Linked DNA regions of Zea mays: region 1 is linked to region 2. Evidence: chromatin contacts called from public Hi-C data. All regions are on one chromosome and are shown on one strand. Each heading gives the region's core, a stretch centred on a gene start, on an enhancer-like site or on the middle of the called end of the contact. The rest is flanking DNA. Distances are from core to core; before and after follow the strand shown.

Evidence for each region. A called contact is a pair of places that touch in the nucleus more often than the background predicts.
Region 1: a contact with region 2 is called in a Hi-C map of bundle sheath, with 3 times the contacts expected there. The contact joins the promoter of LOC100274377 here to the promoter of LOC100193923 in region 2. A contact is called at or near these places in 2 of 25 Hi-C or Micro-C datasets (bundle sheath and endosperm).

What each region holds. Positions count from the first base shown.
Region 1 is chr2:62,710,580-62,713,757 of Zm-B73-REFERENCE-NAM-5.0, forward strand. LOC100274377 (3-beta hydroxysteroid dehydrogenase/isomerase family protein) reads right to left here and starts at 1,373. Exons shown (of 7, transcript NM_001148737.1): 1 at 1,074-1,373; 2 at 875-968; 3 at 696-784. The coding sequence starts at 1,201. It overlaps LOC100382237, which reads right to left. Exons shown (of 12, transcript NM_001174991.1): 12 at 2,035-2,911. The coding sequence ends at 2,378.
Region 2 is chr2:62,110,402-62,113,507 of Zm-B73-REFERENCE-NAM-5.0, forward strand. LOC100193923 reads left to right here and starts at 1,265. Exons shown (of 12, transcript NM_001138995.1): 1 at 1,265-1,452; 2 at 2,944-3,081. The coding sequence starts at 1,411.

The sequences.
Region 1 (3,178 bases), core at 123-2,622, 600 kb after region 2:
ACCCAGAGAACTGTATCCACCTCTCATTTTTCATTACCAAACAGAAATATTGAACCAATTTAGTAAAATTAAGGGGCATCTAAAGAAATATATACTATTCTATTAAAAACCTAATGTGGGCACCAGGTGATACCACGGCTTCACACTCCGCGCTGACACTCTAGGCCCACCCACAACACCGCGCAAAAAATAGTGCAGAGCGAGCACTCGAATCCACGCCCCCTTCTCCAGAAATTTAGGGCTAACCACCAGACCACACGTACCTTAGTGTTTAAAAATAAACAATAGTTATATTTGAATAATATCTCAATACCTATTTATATGATAATCCCTCCGTCCCAATATATAAAGTGTAACCACCTCTAGTTCAAAGACCAAGAAATATATTTAATTCTCTCTATACCACTGCATTGATGTACGTATACATAGAGAGAGTACGTCTTATATTGTTGGACAAGAATAAATGTGGTTATGCCTTATATTATGGGACGGGGGGAGTATATAATAAACGTAGCAAAGCACGGGCAACTGGCTAGTCAATAGATGAAGAACCTAAACTAAAAATTGCTTAAAATATGCTGAAAATGGTAAAAGTTGCAACTGCTTCATAGTGAGTTGATTTATATATCACCTATTTGCTTCTACAGGGTATACAGCACAGAAATGTTCTTCACATAGAAGAGCAAAAGAAGTACCTGCTGAAGCTCACAACCTCAATGCCTTTGGATACAGCAGCTCTGCAAATCGCAGAACCAACGAATCCACTTCCTCCTAACACCACAATCTGCAACCGTCGAGAAACAGTTCAGAGTGGTGGGTGAAATCGTCTTAAATAATCTAACATAAACTGAGCTAGAGAACTTCGGCTGCTTGCCTTCTCCGTCTTAACATCAGCGACAATATCTATCGGAGTGGAAGAGTAGTCTTCTCTCACATCCGATGCGGCGAACCTACACTTGGTACGGAGCCTGCGCGATCAAGAGAAACCATGTCACCACGAAATTTTGCAGAAAAGAGGAACGCATGCGCCAGGTGAGAAGGGTCAGCAGGGGCCAGGGGGCCCATAAGATAACCTAGAGAATGGGGCCGCTGGAGCCGTCCGAACCGCCGGCGCCGCTGCTACCGCGGCCACGCATCGGGGAGGCGGAAGGGGTGAATTCGCCAGCGCCGGCGGCCGGACGAGGATCGGCGAGGGGGCCATGGGTTTCTCCGCTCGATGGACCTGGGCTGGCGGAGGTGTGAGCGCGAGGGCGCAACGGCAGCGGCGAGCCGGGAACGGCCGGCAGGTGGTGGTGCAGAGCGTGTCCGCGTGGGCAGTGTGGGGCTGCTTCGCGTTTCCGGTCCGGTGGCGTGGGGTGTGGGGCTGCTGGAACAGAACCGGACGACTGGAGTGAGGCGTCCCGCTAGCCGCTGCCACGTCGCTCAGTTGTTTTCGTGTGGATTTCTGCTCGGGAACAAGTAGGGCCGTTTGGATCACAGGATTTCCGAAGGAACCCCGTATTGTTTGGAACGGAGCCTTCTCATCAAGTTTCCTTACGTTTTTGATGAACCAATGTTCTATGTTTTTTATTCCTCTATTTTAAGTTTTTAACACTGTTACTTCTGTCTCTTTCTTATGTTCTATTCATTTCCTCTTTTGTATTTCTATGTTCCAAACACGGCATAAACAGCGAGCCACAGAAAAATATGACATCTGGTCCCGATCTGATTGGACGGCCAGGAGGTTTGGATGCTGTTTAATTGCAACGAATGGGACTGGACAAAATATGTAATTGTAAATAAAGTAATTATACGTTTATAACTCAAAAGGTCAGAATGTGCATATATATAAAGCAATAGAGGTAGGAGAATGAACTCCATTCGTTATATGTGTATAAGTTCATCTTCATCTATTTGAATATCGACGTAAAAATTAAGAGTTAAAACGACTACTATTTTGGAACGGACGGAGTAGGACGCAAAATGAATATCAGACATCTACAGTTTCAGTATGTTATTCACTCAGCAGATCATGTATACATTCTCTCATTAGTTGAATGAGCAAACCATATTTTTCAATGCAAGAATAGATTCTTAAAAAATAGAATGCATGTAAACATTACATGATATCTACACAACATAAATGTAAACATTAAAAATGGGGCAACGAAGAATCGTGGCTCTGGCCGCCTCTCTTCCTGGTCGACAGACAATACAACAGTCCTTCACAAAGTTCAGTTCGCTTGTAATATGCGAATCCGAAGCTTCCAACACCTTTTCAAAAATGACTGTCATATCAACCTTGGGTACTGTACTCTCTTTTATAATCCCTCTCCATTGAACTATCAGGGCGAAATAGATCCATAGGACTACACCAAGAACTGGACGCCAGCTTCACTTAATCCTTTTCCAGGCTCTGTGAAGAATCTACCTGCCCCCATAACGTCTCTGCGTAAATCTTCTCTTCTTCCTTCTCTTGTTGAGAACAATCAGATAGCTCAACCACCTGCTCATCGTCTTCATCTGGCACATCTTCGTCAGTATCATCTGGCAAATCTACAACATCGTTACCCTGCAGAACACAAGCCTCAGCCACAGCCTCTCGCATGGCTAGCCGAGTGGCTGGCTTATCACTCCCCTTATATCGCGGTGGAGGGACAACAAAGGGCAGGGCGATGTCCTCGATCCTGTGCCTACTTTCACTTGCATGCTTTGACATGCCTGGTGGCAGAGCAATGAGTATGATGCCAAGCTCATAGTTGCAAATGTGTAGCATTGGACTAGAAGGTGCTGATCTGGCTTTGCTAGGATTTGCTTTGGAGGGAGGAGACAGCGGCTGTCCCCATGCAGCCGGACTGAAGTTATGAGACCCACAATAAGTCCAGCCGAATGAATGCTCACCAAAACAAGACTTGAAGCGTCTTTGAGCAACCTGGTATATTGATAAATTTGTCACTATCATAGCTAAATTTCAGTAAAGAACATTGAACATTTCATCCTTTTTAAAGGTAGTGTCTGTATCAGCCAACGATGACGCAAACTCGCAAAGGTAAACAGAAGCAAACCACATAGGACATGTCTATCCAAGTTGATGGTAGATAGCTTATCCAAAAAGGGTGAAAATCAAGAGCATTAGCTAGCACTTGAAAACAAAGAAAGAGTAAATACCAAGTAATTTCCTTTTTGTAAAGCTATAACT
Region 2 (3,106 bases), core at 15-2,514:
GGGAGCGCTGGCATCTGCAGTACGCGAGCGTGGTGTCCGTCCCTTCCCACGCGCGCGACCCGCTAGGCAGCCAGTCGCGTCTGTTTTGGCCAGCCTTTGGGTAATGGTTGGGGTAGCTAGTTCACAGTTCATGATCGTCGTTGGGGTCGGTGGCTCGGTGCACCGCGTCATCAGGGCCAGTGGAGTGGAGCCTGGAACAAGTCCCGGAACCGCGGCCCGACGCCACGAGCTGGGGTGGTTCCACCCGTCGCACCGCCGGGCGGCGGGTGCGCGTGCGCCTGTTCCTCCACATGTATCGGCACAAAGGGCAGTTGGGCAAAGCCAACACCGTAAACCATAAACCACGGGGTTTTCTTGCTTGGCCCGCGACGGGTTCGGGGAGCCCACACGAGACGCGGGAATCGTTCGGATGCGTGAGCTAAAGGCCAGGGTACCTCGTCGCCATGCGGCGACGGATCAAAAGTTCGAAACGCATCCCTCCCCGTCCCCGTGGTGTGCCCCGTCCGGCAGCTTCATGTGAGCCACACATGTCATGACGCGAGCAGAGCAGGCCCGGTCAACAAGCTTTGAAAGGCTCTGGAGAAAGATATGATCTTGCTGCTTGCTCTTCCTGTCGTGGCGCCGGCCAGATGCCCAGAGACGTGTGGCGCAGAGCTGCTAGGCGTACGATCGCACCCACCGCCACCGGCAACCGACAGAGAGCATCCTCTGCCCTGCAGCGTAGATCGTGTGGCCTCATATGGGTGTCCTAACCAGCCCACTCGTACGATCGACCTCTCGGCCTTCGTCTCCTGAGGCTACTAGCTTGGCAACAACAGTGTCGGTGTCAAGCCAAAACACAGCGCAGCTACAAGGCTCGAGCTCGATGGAGCGACGACGGTCGACGGACTGCGACACGGCGGCAACGGACAAAAGTCTTCTAGGCTCCGACACCATGAAATAAAGAGGACTGCGAAAACGCAGATCAGTCAAGATCCAGTGATAAAGCCTAGATTGAAGTCTCTCGGACGGATGCAAAAGTGGAGCAACCTGGATTTAGATGTTAGTGTCACGTCACCCCTTCTATCCTGTCAGGGAGAACGACTCCTCCCTCCACAACCACGAGATGATCTTGAACCAGTGGCACAGTGTGGCTGTGTGCACGACTCGACGTTCCCAATTTTCCCCAGTCCAGTCCATGCTCCACGGCACAAGTGTCGATGGGCACACATGGACCAAATCTGATTGGATCCCTGGGGGCGCCTCCTGCTACAGCAGATGGTCCCGTCTCCCGATTCATCAGATCCCGACGCCCCCACCGACGCCGTTCACTGTTCCCTCCGTCCAAAAATAAATCCAGCGTAGAAACTTGAAAGATGAATAAAACTGCTCCTACGAAACGTTCGCCTGAAACCCACACAGGTGCTGCGGATGGGGAAGAAGCATAGGTTCTCAAAGCCTGAACGGCGCGCGGTACGGACGGATTGACCCTTATCACTTTTCCCCCCATCTTTTTTCATTTCGTTGACGATTCTACTACTATAGATCCTATTTTACTAATGAGTTTGGAATAAATCCTAAACTGTAAACGTGTCGTCTATTCTAGGCTGGGGGCATCGGTTGCGTCTGCGTGTGCTCGTCCGATCGATCGAAGTGACACCCATGTTGGTATGCAGGCGCATGATACGTCTACTCGACCTGCTGGCCTAGCCGAATGCGTTCTCTTAAAATAACGAGCATCATCTCTGTTTTTATTTCCTTTTTTTTGAGATTGTTTGTTGTTTGAGTGGAGCACGGCATGGCTTGACCAATAGGGCAAGCTTGGTTACTCAATCACCACTACGCGATAGGTGACATGGTACTGGTAGAAGAAGCTAGGCAATTCTGCCCAGGGACACGGTAGCTAGGCTAGGCGGTTAGGTCCCCGTCGCTTTGAAGCTCTTGCTTTGGTGATTCACCTCTCCACCTACTGAGTTCCTCGCCATGTTTGGACAACAGAGAAGTTCGTTTTTTTTCTACCGCGCGCGACATTGATTGCAACGGCCGTGGAGTTGCGTAGACGGCATAGATGAAGTCACCGACTGAAAAAATTGTAGATTTAATTACTGCTCTGCGTCATGACTCATGAATCGGTTCAGTGGATCCTGGCTCAGTACTCATCACTATTCACTAGTGCGTGCTTGCGACGGAACATGCAGCACGTAGTGCTAGGCCACTTGCATCGTCACGCAATGCTACTTGCATCGTTACGCAATGTTCTTGGCGTTGCCACACTTCTATCCGATTGTGTTGTTGCCTATGCCGACGGTATATTGGCATTTCATTTCATTATCCCCCGATTAGAATATTTTCCTTTCGATCGTGAAATGCATTTGGAGCCCGGGCCGGGATCTGATGCCACACCACCATATATGCAGCGTGAAGTTTTCTTTTCGTTTTTTTTTCTCGAATATGTAACGTGAAGTTGTTATCACTTTTCATCGAATAATCGTTTCTGCATTTTTATAACTATGCGTGTTTTTTGATATAAAAATTAGAGGATATTCAGGAACCACCAATTTAACAGTGAAAAATAATATTTGGCAGTGGAACCCGCATATTCTAGTTTCTTTGGTCCCTAGATTTTTACCAAGCGTATCGTTATCGATCCGTGTTATGTACACTGATAACCTACTAGAAGGTAGAATCTATTTTTAATCATAGTACATGCACACACATATATATAAATGCATATTTATCTCCATAAATGCATATAAGGTTATCTCGAGCAGCTTATTTATATCTTTTATTTTAAACTTTACAGTGTAATTTATAGTGCAAATCAATATTTTGCACGACCATATGACCTAATCACTCTACTTATCAAGCAATAATGTTTTGTTGGTTCTCTGTCTCTTTCATTGAAATAAACACTTGATTAAAATTCAGACAGAAGTAAAACAGAAGTTTTTTTTCCTGTTGCAGCTGATGATCATCGTGGATGACGCCGGGTCATTCATTCCGGCGATGAACCACTCCCCCTGGGATGGCGTAACAGTGGCCGACTTCGTCATGCCTTTCTTCCTCTTCATCGTCGGAGTCGCCCTGGCGCTCGCGTACAAGGTAGTACACGCCGGCAAAAGCGAGA